3 separate regions of the Rattus norvegicus genome follow, and regions 1 and 2 are each linked to region 3. The links are chromatin contacts, called in public Hi-C maps. All regions are on one chromosome and are shown on one strand. Each heading gives the region's core, a stretch centred on a gene start, on an enhancer-like site or on the middle of the called end of the contact. The rest is flanking DNA. Distances are from core to core; before and after follow the strand shown.

Region 1 (2,700 bases), core at 153-2,652, 460 kb after region 3:
TGATATTCTTGTAGTTTATGAAAGGACTTTAAAATTATGGCAAGCTCCATTCCAACCAGAGCAACAGATAAAATGCAAACTGGGGGTGTTCAGAGAGAAACTGTAGCTTAAAACGTTTTATTTTTAAAGGAAAGAGAAACAGGGAAGAACAAATGCTAATAACTTAAAAAGTAGGGACAGTTCTTTAAGCACCACAATTATCACAACTTAATTTCCCTTTTTCCTAGCTTTGGGCTAACACAATTTGTGGTGGTGATATTTGGGACTTGTGCTTCAGAAATTTCCATGGACACATTAGCTTAGACGGTTTCATTCTCCGGCCTCATTATTAAGTAGCATTCAATTACTGGGTGTTGCAATGCCAAAGAGAGCATAAAAGAGAGGCGAAATCTCGGTAAGATCTAAGGGTAAAATGGCATTTTTATATTGCTATAAAGATTACTTAACTCTAGTGCGGTGCTAATGATCATTTCTGTGACTAAAAACATCCCCCCATGATTAATTATGTAAACTCTCATCATTTCAAGCCCAACAAAGACTTTAAAACATTTTCATGCATCTTGTATTCCCTCTAGCTTTTCCATTAAACCAGAGACTCCAGGGATTAAAGTAACTACTTTCCATTACTTTAAAATGGTGTACTTGGGATATTTACGTTTGTGCGTGTGAAGGGTATTTTCTCATGGAAGGAGAGGCTTCTTCTTTTCTCTACACAAGCCAACTTCTGCTCCCCATACTCCTACAAAAGGTATTCCCTCCGCATTGAAAGGGATATCTGCACCGTCAGTTTGTCCATATTAGATATATTGGCATATACAGTAAAACTCTCTGAGTGTAATTTTAATGTTGTTTATACCATCAATAAAGTTGAGGGCGCTCTTCAAAAATAAGGCATTGTTTAGCATGAAATGCAAGGCAGCCATTAACGTGAAGCTATAAATAAATGCTTGATAAAATATAGAGCAAGGAGACAGTGCTGTGACTTCAAAAGCCTTACCGTCGTAGTGTAAAAACGACTACTATTCTTGAAATACTTTACGTCGTACCCACAGAGCTCGGATCAAAGAGTGCACAGAAAGGCACAGGCTGAGTTTATATCTAGATGATAGAATCCCGAACAGTTACTCCCCCCACCCCAGGAAATGTCTGTTTACTACAGTTTTTCTCTCTAATGAACACGGTTTACTGTTGCTTAAGAAAAAGACATGCAAAAGAAATAAACAAGTGAAAATAATCTTCTCTTGCTGAAAGGGATCAAAGTCTGAAATCTGAGACATTTCTTGGATGATGTCCCATACTTATGAAAACGGTCTTTCACTAATGTCCAAACCGGGAGTCTGTCCTTGCCCTAGCTGCAGCCCGTCCTTGGCGTCTGTTTCTCTAACTAGAGTGGGTAGTGAAGTGTGGAAAGACCACAGACAGCTCTCAGGGCCCACACTGCTACAGACCTCCCGGGTCCCCGGGTTCTTGGAACTGTGGCAAAGGCGGGGAAGGCAGAAAGAAGTGAAGCGGTTATCATTCTTTACTACGCAGCTTAAGGAAGCTTCAAGGCAGAGCACGGTGTGGAAAAGCAGAGTCTGATGATAGCCCCGGCCTGAGCTTTCGAGTCGAGCATGCCAGACATCGTGCAGTTTGAATGTGGGGTCTTTGGGACCACAGGGCATTCAGTCTGGGTCGCCGGAGGCATTTCCTCTGGCATGATGCCTCGTGGTTTACAATTTCCTCTTCTTCCTTCCTGTGACTCCACTGGAGCCGTTCTGGAAGTCCAGGAGCTTCTATCTATGTGGAACAGAATTTCGTTTTCAGAAATTGAGGTCTGGGCACCTTCTGAACGGAGCCTGGCAATAATCCCAAATTGCATGTTTTATTATGTGAGCTTTATTTGTGTTTCTCATGAAATGAGCTGAGACACTCAAACTCATTTCAGATAGCAGCCAAAACCAAATGGCCACATTGTCCCTAGGTGGACGGTCAGCACATTACAGACAAGGCCATCCAACTCCTGAGTTTGCTAGAAACGTCTTAGGGAGAACAAGTCGCTTCGGTCACTGTTTCCAGCAGAGAGTAATTTTATTCTTCAGTCGCATGGCTGCCTTCACCAACAGAAAAGGTCTTTACTTCGGATTCCGAGATCTTTCTATAAGGTCACATTGTCGTGGAATCTAAAAATCACTTTGGAATTTCATTTAAAATGAAGAAAGCAAAAGGCGTGAGCCCTTGCTACTGTGTTTTTCATAAGCCGAGCCGTGAAGCCTGCTTATCCTATGGAAACAAAACCGCCAAGTGCAGTTGCCGGCTGCTGCGAGAGCAATGCCTAGTGAGGATTTCCGCTTTTAATCAGTTATAAGGTACAGTGACAGTCACTGCAACTAACCACACCCTGTGGGGGGAAAGTGAATAAGCAGTAGTAACTTCTGCCAGAATTTAGCACAGGATTAATAGCGTGCCACAGCACATTGGGGCCCTTCCACCCTACGGAGACCCCAGATGAAAAATTAATTAAGCTCATACATTTAAAACTAAATGCATTTCACTCCAAATTACTGTCCCCAAAAAGTTCAGCAACAACATGAAATGCCAAAATTGTAAACTCGCATCATATGTATTCAAACCCTGCTTTTAGAAAAAAAGAGGGGGTGAGGGGGGGAGCAGGGCGGTTATGGTTGACTCAAGATCTCCATCTAGTGGCCGTATATTGAA
Region 2 (2,731 bases), core at 38-2,537, 360 kb before region 3:
ACATGGAAGTGACTGAGCCCAGGGATGGTGAACACAGCCTGATACAAAAGGTTAAGCATTTGATTTTTGTCATGAAGGGAGGCTGTGAAATAAACACTCGGAGAAGAAAGAGCTGTTACCCATTCTGATTCATCTCTTTGCTTTTCTCTGACTCAGTGGTTCCATTTGGGTTAATACGATCCTCGAAGCTCCCAGCAGATTCTTATCTGGACAGTTTTGTAATAACTGCTGACCTATCAGTGGGGAATATTGAGAGACATGCGTGGAGTATAATTTTTCAGCAGCCACGGGGCAGGTGATGCTGGAAAGGCAGCTCTCTTTTAAATGTATCAGCACTTCCTAGTCTGCGGCGCATAAAAGCTGCTCGCAGTTTGTATCCGTGCCAGGAAGATGAAGGCAATGCCTGTTCCACACACCAGTGGTGAGATGTGTGATTTCACCCTTGGAGAATGTGACAGAGTAATCGACTTTGATGATTAATCCATTGTAACAGGAGGCCCAGCATTGGTGGAGATGAATTTGCTGCCTTAAGTGACTCCCCTGTTGTGCGGCATTCTTTAAAATTCTTAGGGAGTTGATGCACTGTGAGAGGGAATGAGGCTGCAGACCTTGGGAAGTCACTCGGATTCTTTTCGACTTGTGCAAGAGCACACGAGGCGGCTGCATGTTTTCTTTGGGCGTCCGGATTTGACTAAATCAAGGGGATCTTAGAGAATACATCCCTTCTGGGAAATTCTTGATAATAAGAACACATGATCTCACACAAGCTTTAGAAGACTTCCTGTAAATCATGGGAAGTATGTTAGAGAGTCTCTCTGGGGCACTCATTCCATGTTCACACACCTGATCCAGGATTATCACATGTAGTATATGAACCACATGTACTAACATATCATGTGTGACACATCACATGTGTATGTATACTTATTCACATGTATGCATGTTACTAAAAGTCACATAAACAGATGAACACATGCTACATGTTACTTATAAGTCAAACAAAGAGAAATCACTTTGCTAGTACCCGTTGTCCACTGTCCTCCAAATGAATATGACTTCAGATTAGGAAAAACTCTGTCTTTGAGAGAAAAGATGATAATATTATATTTATAATTTATTAAAATATATATTATATTAGAGGCTACATATATCTCAAGTGGCCTGAATAGGAAATTGTAGGCTTCTTGGCCCAAGCCCCAGAAATTCTGACTCAGGAGGTCTGGATCAAGGTCTGAGAAATCCACAGCACTTACTCCCAGCACAGGAATCCGAAGCTGATTGAAAACCACAGTTTGACATTTGTCATTGACTAAGTCAGATGTAGACTGGGATTTAGTTCTATTACTCCGTGATACTGTTAAGCAAAGCCATTAAAGTCTATAAACTTTAGTTTCAATGCCAGCCTAATGAATGTTTACCATCTGACTCCACAAAAAGACATATGAATGAGAATGTATAGATACATACATAAAGACATATAAGGGCTTGCTGATATATCTGTATAAATCAAATGTAGTACATAACACAAACCGAACAATAAAATGTATTATTGTCTCTCAACATAGCAAGATAGAACGCATTCTCTGGCCTGTGAGCAATTTTGTTTCCACAGTCAGTCTAAGTTGTAGATGGCAGACAGATGTTGTTTTAATATGACACCTTGTTTTGGTGTCCTAGCAAACTAAAGTGAAACACCAAAGACATATATCAGAACTCAATGTCTTCCTTAGGGATACGAGCAGTGACTTCATATGTGCACATGCGCACGGTGTGTGCGTGTGCGCGTGCCTGTGCGTGTGTGTGCGTGTGCGTGTGTGTGTGCGTGTGTGTATTTACTATACTGACATAATGGTTTCAAACAACCTCAAAATGTTCGCTCGCTTTGCTGGGGATGTGGACTGGGAGGCCCCTATCTTCACTGCAACCTAGCTTCCCTCTTAATGATGCAGAAACCAAGACACAGAGAAGTTACAAAAAGCCACACGACGATCCACCTGGGAAGATGGATATCAATGCTTGTGGGTGTCATAAGTTCTGGGTTGGTTTGAAAAGTGGTTTCAAAACATCCACACACGTACAGACATAAATGTTTACAAATGCACACGCAAACACATGCACCCTGCCTCGTGTTTTCAAGCTTTATGAGTTTTTAGGCTATGGCGTGGTTCCAGGGCTGAACTTAAACTATATTTCCTAGGAAGTTTTGAAAGAGTAGAACTGATCACCCCCTCCTCCCTGAATGTCTTTCCTTTTGAACATAGAAAGTGGTTCTGTTTTCCTTTCATGAATATTAAAAAGAAATTGCTTTTCCTAACCCACTTTTGAATTAAGCACATGCTTGACTTGATTTGTCAGATGTAGCATGGGCAGAAGTTATATATTCATTAATAGCCAGCAGGCATTTATCCACATCCTAGCTTCCTAGCACAATGATCAGAGAAGCCTGTGCTGGGCTCTACACCTCAGGATTCCTCAATGAAGACAACAGACAGCACTTCCCCGATGACCACATTAGGTGCCATATATAATTGCAAGGCAAAACTTTTGTTCCAGACCCATGAGTTAAATCTAATTTAGTCTATGAAAAACACCACACTCACCCCAACATAAATGGATGGTTCATTTGAAAAACAAAACTTCAAACTGGGTAACGGTTACAGACATTTTCCATCCATGTAGCAATTCTACATCACTCCACTCATACTTGCTAGGAATATATGCGACCTCACCA
Region 3 (2,700 bases), core at 45-2,544:
GCGAGCTACCTTGAACTCAAATCCTGTGAGCCCAGAAGCGAAGGAGGCCCCTCCCAGTGGGGACTGCGCCTGGACCAGTGGCAAACTGAAGCCCGCCTTACACAGCGTCCAGGCAGCGTGAGTGGGACCCACCCGAAGCCCCTGGGTGCAGCCCAACACCGCAGCAGACAGGGAGGGGGTGCGCGGCTGCCTCCAGCAGAGGCGCGAACTTTTACACCTACTTTTTGTTTCACTTCGGGTTTGGCGAGGCTTGTGGTACCGCCCAGGACTGGGTCCCCAGACACTGATTTTCCACCGAACTGGGGAATTTACTTCCCTAGCCCCGTGGCCTCCACCAGCTCTGAGAACTTTCATCCCGGGTTACCAAGACCAGCTCCCAAGAGTGGTAGGCCATCCGTCTGGACAACAACAAGGACAACAATCGTACTAAGCTCTGCGGGAGGGGATTGTCCTGTTAGGCTCCAGCAGAAAAGAGGCTACGATTGCAGCAACCCGGAGTTGAAATTAAGGAGAAACCAGGGAGCGCGAAGGCTGGAGAAACACACCAGGCTGAGGCTGCCTGGCGCTCCAACTGTCTGTGCATCTATCTGAGGCCGTCTGGTTGTCCCTCAGTGCTCTCAAAGTTTGACAAATCACAAGGACCAGGAGCGGATCGCCCCGAGCGTTTCCCATCCTTCCCGCCGCGTGCGCCCCTCTCCCAGGAACCGATCTCACCAACTCCCGGTCCCGCGCGCAAACTTACGTTTGATCTGCCGGGGTTTACTCTGCTTTCGCCGGGACATCTCGGCCGCGGCCGCTGCCGCTGGGGTTCCTGCGGTGTCCGCGGTCCCTGCTACCGTTCCCTGGGTTGTCGCTGCCTCTGCCTCTGGCCAGGCTCGGGCCGCCGCCGGCCGGACTCCAGGTGCTCCGTGCGCGCGGGATCCCGGAGCTAGGCTCCTCCGGGAGCCGCGGATCCACGTTTGGAGATGAGCAAGCAAATGAGAGGCCGAGCGAAGGGCCAGAGAGAGTGTGACAGAGAAGAGGGGAGGGGGCGACGGGGAGAGCGATGGGGCTTTTGGGGGGAGGATGGGAATCTAGGAGCGATCGGCCAGGCAGAGAGAAAAGGGGAAGAAGGGGGTGGTGGGGTAAGAGAAGGAAGAGAAGGAGGGAGGGAAGGAGAGCGCGCAGGGGGACCGGGGCTGCGAGGGGCGGAGGGTGCAGGAGGAGGCGCGCACTCGCTCCCCGTGTCCCCGGCTGCCGGGCAGAGACTCAGGCGCCGCCGCTGCCGCTCCGGGCCGCGCCGCGCTCGCACTGCTGCGGGAGGTGGCGAGGCGCGCGAGGGAGGGGCGCGCCCGGGCAGTGGGGAGGGGAGACTATGCCATCAGCGAAAGGAGGATTGGCTGCATCCAAAGCCAGTCCGGATGCAAACTCACAGCCCGGCCTCGGTCGCGTGGAGTGCAAGGGGATCGCGGCGTGGGTGGGAGTTGAAGGGGTTGATGGGGGGGGGGAGACGTGAGGTTTGGAGGGGGGGCCACCTTCTGCATTTGTCACCGCGTCAATGCTGGACAGCTGCCAGGCCACCCTTCCCCCGCTCCCCTTCCAGCAACTTCTTCCAACAGCCTCTTCCAACGGACCCTCTAACTCTCCTCCCTAGTGCCTCGCCCATCTAGCAGGGCACAAAGAAATCTCAGTCTCCTTCCATAAACTTTGTGCTTCCAGTTACTGCTCCCCTCCTGGAGCCCCTGCCCTCCGCCCTTACAGTTTCTTGGCAGGAAGGTTAGGCCACTGGCAAAGTCCCCGGCGAAAGCCAGCTGATCACAAATGCCAACTGTGTGTCTTGGGGCCCGTTAAGTCCTCTCATCTGCCCAGGCTCTCAGGAGACCATTTCATCGCTGTCAGAGTTCCCAGGAGACTGCTGCGGACGCGGACCATCCCCCACTAGGCCCACCAGAGTGGGGTGATGAGCTGCGCTCCAAATGTTTTTCTGCATCTTGCATGAGTTTCCATTTGAAATAGTAAAAGCCCCGGAATCGGGGTCAGGCAGATATTTTCCTCACATCCAAAAGGACGAAGGTTAGCTGGATGATTCGCTGTAGGTAGGAAGGGAACTATCATCTCTAATAGGAAATGCTAACTTTGTACGAAGTCGTGTGGAAGTTCTGCAGCTCCACCCTGCCCCTGTGACCTCCCATTCTCCTAGCTCTGCCAAAGGGAAGCACCATGGAGCTAATAAAAGGTTTGATCTTGTCCTAAATTTTCAAACAGGTAAGACCCAACGACTATTTCCTGGTTTTTTGGTTTATTGAATTCTGTTCCTTTCATATTTATTCAATGTATGTTTAAGGTTTGAGAAATGGTAAGGCACAAGAGACCATTATTTTGAGGTGATTCATAGCATTATTTTGTTAAATTAAGGTGAGAAAAGTTAGCTTAGTTTCCCACAGATTTGTATAGAGTGAGTACAAAATGCAGTTCTTTTAGTTGTTCTGGAAGGGATGGGAACTGTTGAACCAGCTACTTTATGTAATCATTTTTTTTTTTTTACTAATAAACTCCCATGAAGTTGATATGGGTTCCCTAGATGCTGCCAATGCTTTCCCAAGGAGGCTATGAACTTGTCCACTCTGACCTGAAATTGTATCACCTTTCTTTGGTTGACTAGCATCCGTTTGAGCTTCACCAAATGATGCTCTAAAAGGGTCTGGGCTGATTGAGCACAAT

What was found. Hi-C and Micro-C count contacts between places; a contact is called where the count stands out from the background.
Region 1: a Hi-C map of liver shows a contact between it and region 3, with 5 times the contacts expected there. The contact joins the enhancer-like site here to the promoter of Zfpm2 in region 3. A contact is called at or near these places in 6 of 12 Hi-C or Micro-C datasets (the Rat2 cell line, Schwann cells, frontal cortex and 3 more) and 1 of 1 datasets of contacts at active chromatin or transcription factors (oligodendrocytes).
Region 2: a Hi-C map of the A7r5 cell line shows a contact between it and region 3, with 4 times the contacts expected there. The contact joins the enhancer-like site here to the promoter of Zfpm2 in region 3. A contact is called at or near these places in 3 of 12 Hi-C or Micro-C datasets (the A7r5 cell line, the Rat2 cell line and Schwann cells) and 1 of 1 datasets of contacts at active chromatin or transcription factors (oligodendrocytes).

Annotation. Positions count from the first base shown.
Region 1 is chr7:73,103,488-73,106,187 of GRCr8, reverse strand. No RefSeq gene overlaps it. Among named protein-coding and RNA genes, the nearest start is that of Lrp12, 210 kb to the right of the region's middle. Within about 2 kb of position 1,402, at least 7 of the 93 cell types and tissues checked have an H3K27ac peak or open chromatin away from gene starts, as enhancers often do. A contact at or near this core is called in liver, where this site is marked.
Region 2 is chr7:73,925,662-73,928,392 of GRCr8, reverse strand. All of the region lies in intron 5 of Zfpm2 (zinc finger protein, multitype 2), which reads right to left. Among named protein-coding and RNA genes, the nearest start is that of Zfpm2, 360 kb to the right of the region's middle. Within about 2 kb of position 1,287, at least 13 of the 93 cell types and tissues checked have an H3K27ac peak or open chromatin away from gene starts, as enhancers often do. A contact at or near this core is called in the A7r5 cell line and Schwann cells, where this site is marked.
Region 3 is chr7:73,562,326-73,565,025 of GRCr8, reverse strand. It overlaps Zfpm2 (zinc finger protein, multitype 2), which reads right to left and starts at 1,294. Exons shown (of 8, transcript NM_001130501.1): 1 at 743-1,294. The coding sequence starts at 782. It overlaps LOC108351485 (a long non-coding RNA gene), which reads left to right and starts at 1,510. Exons shown (of 4, transcript XR_010053374.1): 1 at 1,510-2,244.